2 separate regions of the Mus musculus genome follow, and region 2 is linked to region 1. A link is a contact called in public HiChIP or PLAC-seq data. All regions are on one chromosome and are shown on one strand. Each heading gives the region's core, a stretch centred on a gene start, on an enhancer-like site or on the middle of the called end of the contact. The rest is flanking DNA. Distances are from core to core; before and after follow the strand shown.

Evidence for each region. HiChIP or PLAC-seq counts read pairs in DNA pulled down with a chosen protein or histone mark.
Region 2: an H3K4me3 HiChIP or PLAC-seq map of embryonic stem cells shows a contact between it and region 1, with 14 read pairs. The contact joins the enhancer-like site here to the promoter of Aadat in region 1. A contact is called at or near these places in 8 of 39 promoter capture datasets (cranial neural crest, embryonic stem cells, hippocampal neurons and 2 more), 2 of 484 Hi-C or Micro-C datasets (embryonic stem cells and pre-megakaryocyte-erythroid progenitors), 5 of 115 datasets of contacts at active chromatin or transcription factors (embryonic stem cells and stem cell-derived neural progenitor cells) and 2 of 9 other capture datasets (adipose tissue and pancreatic islet).

The regions. Positions count from the first base shown.
Region 1 is chr8:60,503,224-60,508,189 of GRCm38.p6, reverse strand. It overlaps Aadat (aminoadipate aminotransferase), which reads right to left and starts at 2,066. Exons shown (of 13, transcript NM_011834.2): 1 at 1,911-2,066; 2 at 933-1,101. The coding sequence starts at 1,977.
Region 2 is chr8:60,840,353-60,845,318 of GRCm38.p6, reverse strand. No RefSeq gene overlaps it. Among named protein-coding and RNA genes, the nearest start is that of Hpf1, 48 kb to the left of the region's middle. Within about 2 kb of position 2,763, at least 16 of the 459 cell types and tissues checked have an H3K27ac peak or open chromatin away from gene starts, as enhancers often do. A contact at or near this core is called in embryonic stem cells, where this site is marked.

The sequences.
Region 1 (4,966 bases), core at 817-3,316:
AACAAACAAACAAACAAACAAACAAATGATTCCTAATGATACTCTGGTATAGTCATAGCTCATTGCTGCGACCAGAGAGGCTTTTTCTAGCAGCAGATGGGAAGAGATGCAGAGACCCACAGCCAGACATTCTATATAGAGTGTAAATTGGAGTTCTCCATCAAATAAATCCCTTCCCTCAGGGCTCAGGGAATCTTGAGGAAGAGGTAAGAGTCAGAGAAGATAGAGGACACCAGGAGAACATGGGTCTCTGAATCAATTAAGTAAGGTACATAACAGAGACTGAAATAGCAAGCACAGGCCCTACCTGGGTTTGTACCAGGTCCTCTGCTTATATTATTGCTGTTAGCTTAGTATTTTTATGGGATTCCCGACTCTGAGAACGAGTGTGTTTCTGACTCTTTCGCCTGCTCTTGGGGCTGTTTCCTTCCTGTTGGGTTGCCATGTTCAACTTCAATATGACAGTTTTTGCTTCATCTTATATTTTATTTTGTCATGTTTAGTTGTTATCTCTTAGAAGCCTGTCCTTTTCTAATGAGAGACAGAAAGGGAGTGGATCCAGAGGGGAGAGGAAGTGTGTGTGTGTGTGTGTGTGTGTGTGTGTGTGTGTGTGCAGAACATCCAAGGACTGTTCTATACATTTCCTTTCTTCCCACTGTGATGCTCTTCCCACTGTTCTTTTCAGTATCATACTCAGCTCAAATGGGACTTCCTTGTAGATGTTTCTCTGGCTCTCCCAGTCACTTAAGGTTGAAAGCTCATCACTGGGGTGTGTGAAGCATTTAGTACTGATTTTGCTTTTAATATTTTAAAGTCTTCTCCCAACTTCCCCAGTCATTGTACACCCCATTAACAAAAGATCTCAGTCACATCATCAATGGCATTTAAAAATGAACCAATAGAATTCTACCGTCTATTGGTCACTTACTTACCCATAGCTTGGAGAGTATTGGAGGGCCCTTTTGATCAAGTCGTCTTCAAACCGGATGGTGCTTCCGTTTTCCACAGTGAAGGCAGCTGACTTAAAGGGGAACATGCTCGGGTTTGGAGATCCAGGAGCCAGGGAGATGAGGGTTTTTGGTGCTTTGCTCAGTATGTCCGCTATGATAAACACAAAAAGAAGAAAAAAAATGTGTCCACCGTCCTGTGGTCTGAACATTAATGTCCCTGACCAAGTCCTATACTCGACTCTAGTACTTGATATGCTATATTAAAGATGGGATTAGATCATTAAAAACTCTGCCGTCAGAAATGGAATTAGTGTTCTTACAGAAGAGACCGAGCTGCAGCGAGAAGCATCATTTATTTGGATTTGTCCTCACTGGGTACCTGATGTTGGGCATGGCAGTCTCCAGAGCCGACAGAACATTCTTGCTGTTTATTAAATTACCACTCCTCTCCTCTAGTCTGACAAAGCAGCATACTGGGCTAAGACTGAATGCTAGTCTGAAATAAATACAAAGTAAATTTTTCTAGACTTTCTCACTGGGGGAGGAATCCAAGAATGCAGATGGCGAAGAAAAATGGAGAGGGCCCCAGCAGCAGAAGGCCTTTTTCCCTGTTGCCCAATACCTGTGTGTGTCCCAACTCCACCTCTGGGTCCCATTCCCCAGTCCTTTAAGAGCCTTTCTCTACAGCTGGCTTGAAAGATGTGCCTCATGCTTGGCCCTTTGGCTCATCTCCAACACCTCAGCAAAAATACTCACTGCCTTGCCTTGCCTTCCAAGCCAAGCTCTTAGTGAACAAAAGTTAAATAACTCCTCCTTCACTAATGCTCACAGGTTGTCTTCACACTTGAATGAATGGGCACAAACCCTAGCGGTGAGCGCCAAAACAGGGCACCATGCAGAGCTTCCGCTAAGAAAACTCCACTCTTGCAGAGCAGGGAGGGCTCTGGCTTTGTTTTTCACCTGTAGTTCTGATGGGAGATGGCTTTCTGGCCAGGCTCGTTGCAGTGAGGAACCGTGAGTAATTCATGTCTCTGCTGGTCGCGTGGAGCAGGATTCAGAAAGCCAGTCACTCGGGATGCACTGTTAGCTGTCCCTGTGTAGTGCCACCCAATCTGCCTGCCTACCGGCTGCGGTAGGTGTCTGAGATCTAAATAGACCCGGGTCAGGAGGCAGAAGGGACAAAGTCCATCCACAGAGGGGCAGTGGCTGACCCGGGTGCCCTCTCCCGCCCCGCCGGCCGGCCTATGGCAGCTGACCACAGGCAGCCCAAGTCACTGGTCAGGGATGGGCTTGGAGAGACGAAAACCGCTAGGCCCTGCTGTGATGCACGATAACAACAGGGATCGGTGCCCGAATTCACATAAACGCAGCGTGGATTCTTGACCTTGCTGCTCAGAGTCTCGCAACTGCTCAGAGCCTCGCAGCACAGCTTTGCTATTGGCCAGCCCCCCAAACCCTCCCCTTCAGATCTTTGAAATGAGCCTCTGGAAGCTGATGGTATCTCAGGATCCTGGTCCTTTAGTACCCTCTGGTGGTAGTTTTATTCCATTGCAGCAGGCATTATAATAGGTGCTTAGCCTTGTTTCTCAGTATCAAGGTGTCTGTCTCTCTGTCTCTCCCTGTCTCTCTCTATCTCTCTGTCCCTTTCTGTCTCTCTTTCCCTTCCCTCTCTCACCCCCACCCCCCAAATCTTCAAGGGGACCCAGATGAATTCAGGTAACTTTACAAAGTAGAAGCCCGGTAGAGTAAGTGGGGATAGTTACTCCCAACCCCAAATTTGAAGACTAAATCTGCAGTCTCCTCGATTCTCAGCCTCTTCTCCCACTGAGTTCCAAAGCTTCCACTGTGTAAGTGCTCGGTTGAAAGTGTGTTGGGTATGGTGAAGATAAAGCGATTATCGAGTATGAAATTACCTGGTTGATGACCATACAAAGAGAAACTGTCTTAAGTTCACAGTTATTTAAAGGAGGGAGCGGTGAATGAATCGCTCAAGGAGTACTTTTGGAAGCTGAGGTGCCTGGGCCATATAGTGAGTGAATTCCAAAATTAATAAAGAACAGCTGAAAACTCAGGGTTCAAGCTTGTCCCTGGGAACAGGACATCTCATGACGTTTGAGGTGTCAGCTTTATTTGACCACTGTAGCTTAAACTAGCTGTGTCAGGCAAGGACTTTGCATCCAAGAGGATGGTCCTCGGGCTGGCAAGAGGGGCTTTGGAGTTATAACCATTCTGACTCTAAAAATAATACGTGCCACAGATAGCCTGACTTCTCAGTGTTGGAGGCCAGCCTCTTCCTGCACTCGTACACTCTGAAGACAGAGCACGAGGCATAGACTCTAAGACCATCAAATCATGAAATAAAGATTCTTTAAAAAAAAAAAAGCTTGCTGCGTTTTCTATGCAGACTTTTCTGTGTTTTAGTTAAGTTTAAATATTGTCTTGATAAAACACCATGACCAAGGCAACTTAGAAAACATTCGATTCAGTGTCCACTGTTCTGCTGGGTTAGATTCTTTGGCCATCATGGCAGGGAGCATGGCAGCAGGCAGTCATGCAGGCATGGCGCTGAAGCTGTAGCTGAGAGATTACAGTTGGATTCTCAGGAAAGAGGCAGGGAGAGATCCCTGGGAAAGATGTGGGTGCTCGAAACTTAGGAGCTTTCTCCAAGCAATATACCTCCTCCAACAAGACCCCACCTCCCCAACTTCCCAAATAGTCTTACCAACTGGGGACAACGTGTTTAAATACGAGAGCCTATGGAGACAAACCCCACTTAAACTGCCACCTCCTGGAATTAGACAGGAAAAATACCTGAGATGCTTCCTGGTTATAAGGTGAATGGTGATTCTGGCCAGGTAGGGAAACAAAGTGACCCATCAGAGAAGGTAAAAGGATGTGGGGGTATTGGTGGTTGTGGTTATAGAAATACACCACAGACCAAAACCACAGTCCAAGGGAAAGGCTGCATACTAGTCGTTCTTCCTTGTTGCTGTAACCAAATCCCGTGGGGAAGCAACTTAAAGGACCAGAGGGCCACTCTGGATTACAGTTCAGGGCATATTGGCCGAGAAACTCGGAGGCAGGAGACTGAAGTGTCTGATCACAAGATTTCTTTTCTTTTTTATTTTATTTTATTTTTTATTAGATATTTTCTTTATTTACATTTCAAATGCTATCCTGAAAGTTCCCTATACCCTCCCCCTGCCCTGCTTCCCTACCCACCTACTCCCACTTCTTGGCCCTGGCATTCCCCTGTACTGGGGCATATAAAGTTTGCAAGATCAAGAGGCCTCTCTTCTCAATGATTGCTGACTAGGCCATCTTCTGATACATATGCAGCTAGAGACACGAGCTCCGGGGTACTGGTTAGTTCATATTGTTGTTCCACCTATAGGGGTGCAGACCCCTTCAGCTCTTTGGGTACTTTCTCTAGCTCCTCCATTGGGGGCCCTGTGTTCCATCCTATTGATGACTGTGAGCATCCACTTCTGTATTTGCCAGGCACTGGCATAGCCTCACTCGAGACAGCTATATCAGGGTCCTTTCAGCAAAATCTTGCTGGCATATTCAATAGTGATCATATGATTTCTACAGTTGGGAAGCAGCAAGTTAAATGAAAGCCTGGACCCCACTGAGACCTCAAGGCCTTCCCCTAGTGAGCCGTTTCCTCCAGAGAGGCTTCTCGTCTAAAGGTTTTAGGACTTTCCTTAATAGCCTCACTGAGTATTACAGGAGAGATTTCACACTCAAACCACCACAGGCTGTCAAGATTTAAGAGGAGGAGAGCTCGGCATTCAGTCAGTCTGGAGTCACAAGTTAAAACTTATTGACAGAGAGGAAGGACTCTGGCTTCATCAAGGGTGCAGGAGCAGTTGTTTCCAGGAAGCAAGATGAATGTATAGGTGACTCTTAGTTTAAGATTAAGTTTAAGATTTAGTTTAAGATTAAGACTTAGTTTAAGATTGCCAGAGGATAGAACAGAAGGGCCCAGATCCTTTATCCAAACATTTATTGAG
Region 2 (4,966 bases), core at 1,514-4,013, 340 kb before region 1:
GAGCCACTTGTACAACATCAGATGTTGTATGAAATCTATCGGGAGGTAAAACATATCAGTGCTTGCTATGGCTGAGGGGTCCTCCCAGAGAATCCTTCCTCTGAATGAAGTCTTTGCGATTTTCAGATCATTTGAGATCCTGTTAAGTTATAGTTACAAGAGTCTGTGTGTATTATAGCTCAAAGAATTGGATGTCATTTTCCCAACCATATGTAACTTTAAAACATACAAATAGTCAATTAAATTACATTTAGGTAAATTTTCTACAACTATATTTGGTTGTCTCATTCTTTAAAAACTGATGATTTCTTTGTGGTACACATGATAGTTATAAACATGTATGTGTGTGCATACATACATGTGCATGAGTACATGCATGCACACGCATGTACACATATGGTCTGTCATCTATCAGCATTCACTAGGGGATTAATTTCTTGACATTATTTAAATAACAAAATTCATGATACACAAGTCCTTTATGTAAAGTAGTATAGTATTTGCAAGTAAATTTTGTATAACTGTGTATATTTTAAATCATGTCTAGATTATTTATTACAACCGTCTCAACATATATGCTACGTAAATAGTTGTAATACATGGTGGAGTAATTACATATTCAGTTTAGGTGCCACTTTTTTCTAATGTTCTTAATCTGTGGTTTATTGAATCTTTGAACATAGAACTCATGGATATTGAGGGCCAATTATATGTATATATTTGTATATATTTGTGTAGCATGTAGTTTTAAAAATGAACCATGCTAAATCCGGCTAACTGCCAGCATCAGCGGTCACTCCCAGGCCCATGCCCATGATGATGGCCAACCCCAAGCCACTGTCTTGCACTGGTTCCCTCAGCCAGCCTGCTGGCAAGCCGTTTAGGTCAAAAATCCGCAGCCTGGTCTACAAAGTGAGTTCCAGGACAGCCAGGCCTATACAGAGAAACCCTGTCTCAAAAACCAAAAAAAAAAAAAAAAAAAAAAAAAACCCAAACCAAACCAACAAAAAACTGCTCCCAAGCTACTCAAGCCAGCTTTCTTGATCTCTGCTTGCTAAACTGACTGAACTAATCTTTCCTGAAATGCCTGGAGCCCCTTCTCCCACTTCCCAGGCCATCCAGCCCCTGTGGCTGGCCTGCAGAAAGCCAGCTTCCAGTCACTCAGGTCCCCTTAGCCTCGTGAAATGAAAACACTAGAGGCTTATACTATACCAGCCAGATTTATAACGGTAAATCTTCAATCCCAAAATGCCCGTGCAGAGAACACAGAACTCAATTAATATAAATACAAGTGCACACCTCGGTTGGGCAAATGTATCCCACACTACTCTATTGCCTATCTATGAAATCCCCAGCTCCTTATAGCTCCTCCAGGCCAGGTGGGTCTGCTCCATCTTAATCTCCTCCCTCTTTCCCCTCTCTAAAACTTTCAGCTCCGCCTTTTCCTTCAGATGTCCAGTCACAGGCTCTAGCCTTATCTGACCAATTAAGATTTTCACCTGAGTGTGTGATCTACTTCTTATGTGGCACTCCTCTTGAGGGAGCAGAAAATACAAACAGCAATCCACAACATATTTGTGTTTATATTATGCATATGTAGTTGAGCAGAGCAATAGATTACATGGCGATGACAACAGGAGAAGGCATATGTATATGTGTATGTGTATGTGTATGTGTATGTGTATGTGTATGTGTATGTGTATGTGTATGTGTATATGTATATGTTCTCCATTCTTCACAGGCCGTATTAGAGATTTCCCTGTCTCTCCTGCTTTAAATAAACAAGGCACGGGAGAAAAGCATGCTCATTGTGGCTACTCTTCAGCTAGTTCATATTTTATGGGTTTTGTTTGCACATTCATTTTCCAGTCTCGTTCATGTTATAAGTTTGCCTAATGAAGTTTCCTGTTACAAACCTCAGATCTAATTGGATCTCAGAAGTTTTGATTTAGTGGCAGCCACAGAAATAAAGTTAGGTTTGGAAGTTTGTCTTTTGAAGTCCTCTGTCATTAAAGCACATCAATGATAGCTGACAACATTTTCAGTGATTACAGCATAGAATCCGAGCTAAAGGTTCCAATTGTGTTTTCGATGCACCGTGTGTGTGTGTGTGTGTGTGTGTGTGTGTGTGTGTGTGTGTGTGGTCCTTGTATTCTATTATTACTGGGATAAAACCCGAGAGCCTGACTTTAGTTCCACAATAACTTCATGCTGTTTCCTTTGAAGCATCTTTCTATTTATTCTGACTTACTATAAGGTTTTGTTAACGTGGTGGCTGATGCATCCTTTGAAATGATACATTGGCTTTTGACTTAAATCTGTACTTAACGCTATAGAATAACAGGGTCCAGGTTTGGGAGTTGGGTTCCTCGACTCCACTGTGATTACAATTCACCCGTTCGTATGAATGGATGCTTCTGGTCGATGAAGGGCCTAATCAACCACAACTCCTCCCTGAGACTCAGAGAGCTAACAAGCTAACATTACAAACTGCACAAGACCTGTGATACAGGGCAGAGTGGATAATTTGGGTGTGCTTTTGTGTTTTTAGTTTCGTTCGTTTGAATGGCTGCCATTCATTATATACTTTATTAGGGTTGTTTATAAAGTGGTAAAACTAAGTAGCTGAGATTTTCCAGTCCTTAGTTCAGGGACACCGCCTTCTCCAGAATAGCTGACATGTCCTCACTGGAACCCGTATTTCTGTTGCCTATTTCCTTTGTCCTGCCCCATTGCTACTAGGCAAAACCCCATGTAACTCACCTCTGTGATCTGCCCGGGCCTGTTCTCCGTCCTTCCTTCCACAGTTGCAAAACTGACAGCCAGCAGATGGATTTGAAACTCTCTAGTAGAATCATATGGTTCTCAGGATAAAGCCAGAAGTTCTCTACAGACCCCAGAAGACTCAGACCACCTGTCCTCACCCACAGTGCACTGTGCTGTAGTGCATTGTGCTGTAGTACTGCCACTGATGGACAATCAGCCTCGCTCTGCCTCAGGTCCCCTCTATCTGGAATCCTCTTAATCCTGGATGGCTCTGCACTACCCATGCAGCAGAAGCCCATTTGAATATCCCTTCCTACAGCAAGCAGGAACCTAAAGCCTCTAGGGTGAGTTAGTGTCCCTGGTTTTAACACATTATATTTCTCCACAGTAGACTGTGTCATAATTGCAATTGAACAATTCTGAAAATATTTTTGCTATTATTTCAACTATTACAATATTTGCAATTGAGCAAATAATAAAATTATTTACTTTTTTTTTTTTGTCCATGTTGGGGAAATTAGAGTATGGTTTCTACTGAAGGTCCTTAAAAAGTCTTTTTGTTTCTATTGAAGGCTTTAAAATTTTTTTTCTACCAATGCCGCTCCAGAGGTTGAGCCAGGTGCCTTGATTATAGTGTTCATTAAATGAATATTTGTTGAACAGATGAGAAGCTAAGGAAGCTGGAGTTTAAACACAGTTTTGAATATGCTCTTGCTTAATGCTATTAAGTGAATGAAATGGTAACATGAGCTGGAGTAAGTCAATTCCAGGTGGGTTTCACCTGGGACCTGTATAAACAGTTGGCGTCTCAGGCTCTGTCTTAAAAAACACTGGTGCCTTCTACACTGAGGCCAAGAGCCTGACAACATAGCAATGATTGTAGGTGACAAATTTGGGAAGCTGTGGGCCAGTTGGTGGTAGGAAGCATGCTTTTGAAAGCAAGCCCCTAAATACAGGCCTTTTGGATGATGACCTGGACCTACCAGTGGCATCACATCTCTGGTTCCTGATTTGCCAAGGTATGACCAGCTATGTCAGAGTCCTGCTGCCCTCTCTTCCCCACAACAGTGGACTGTATTCCCTGAACCATGAATAAAACAAACCTCTCTTCTATTAAGCTGGATTTTTGGTTGGGTATTTAGTCACCAAGATATACAAAGAAAGATGGTACCACATGATGTTGATTCAAAATGAATGTAGAAAGAAACAAAATCCAGGAGCAAAATATTAAAGTTTTTATTCTTCATTTAATTTTCTTCTACTGGATGTAAAACCTCTGGGCTTTTGCTTTAATGGGATTAGAGTAGAGGAAGAATTTGGCTGAGGAAATGTGTTGCTTCTTGCTGGCCTGCCTGTTAGTGATTTTTGTTTTATTTTTGTTTTTTAGAAGTGTTATAAATACACTTTCTTTTGGTCCCTTTGAAAAGTTTTTATAGCCGGGCGTGGTGGTGCACGCCTTTAATCCCAGCACTTGGGAGGCAGAGGCAGGTGGATTTCTGAGATCGAGGCCAGCCTGGTCTACAGAGTGAGTTCCAGGACAGCCAGGGCTATACAGAGAAACCCTGTCTCAAAAAACCAAACAAACAAACAAACAAACAAACAAACAAACAAAAAAAACCAAAAACCAAAAAAAACCCCCCCAAAAAACAACAAAAAAAGTTTTTATATTGTAACTATCTAGACAAATTACCATCTAAATTAAGCATCCATGAAGAAATCAATTCACTATCTCTAAGCTAAATTCCATATAGCCATTATTGCTTTCAAGCTTTCATGAGACTACCAGGTCTGTGGCCCTTGGGACTAATAATTCGATTTGTCCCATGTTTGCTGATTGTAGGTTAAGTAAACCTATTAGAAGAGCCAAATTGACATAGATGGTCATGTTTGAATCACCATTGTCAGTAATTTTGTTCTATAATACATTCCTGTTTGAGGTTTTGCATTCTGAGGTATGCTTAATTAGAAAACTATTGCCACTCTAGGCTTCCACATTAATACTCTTTAAAAAATCAAATCTTAGTTTCCTCTGAGTTAGTGGAAATAGCTGTTATATTTTGAGTTACTTCAATATCATGATTTCTTTCATCATACTAGAATCCTGCCATCACAAGGAAGGAACCTTGCATAATGATCAATGATTATATTCAGCTAAGTGTCCAGATGCCAATTTATCTGTATTGATCATTCAGTTAGCAGC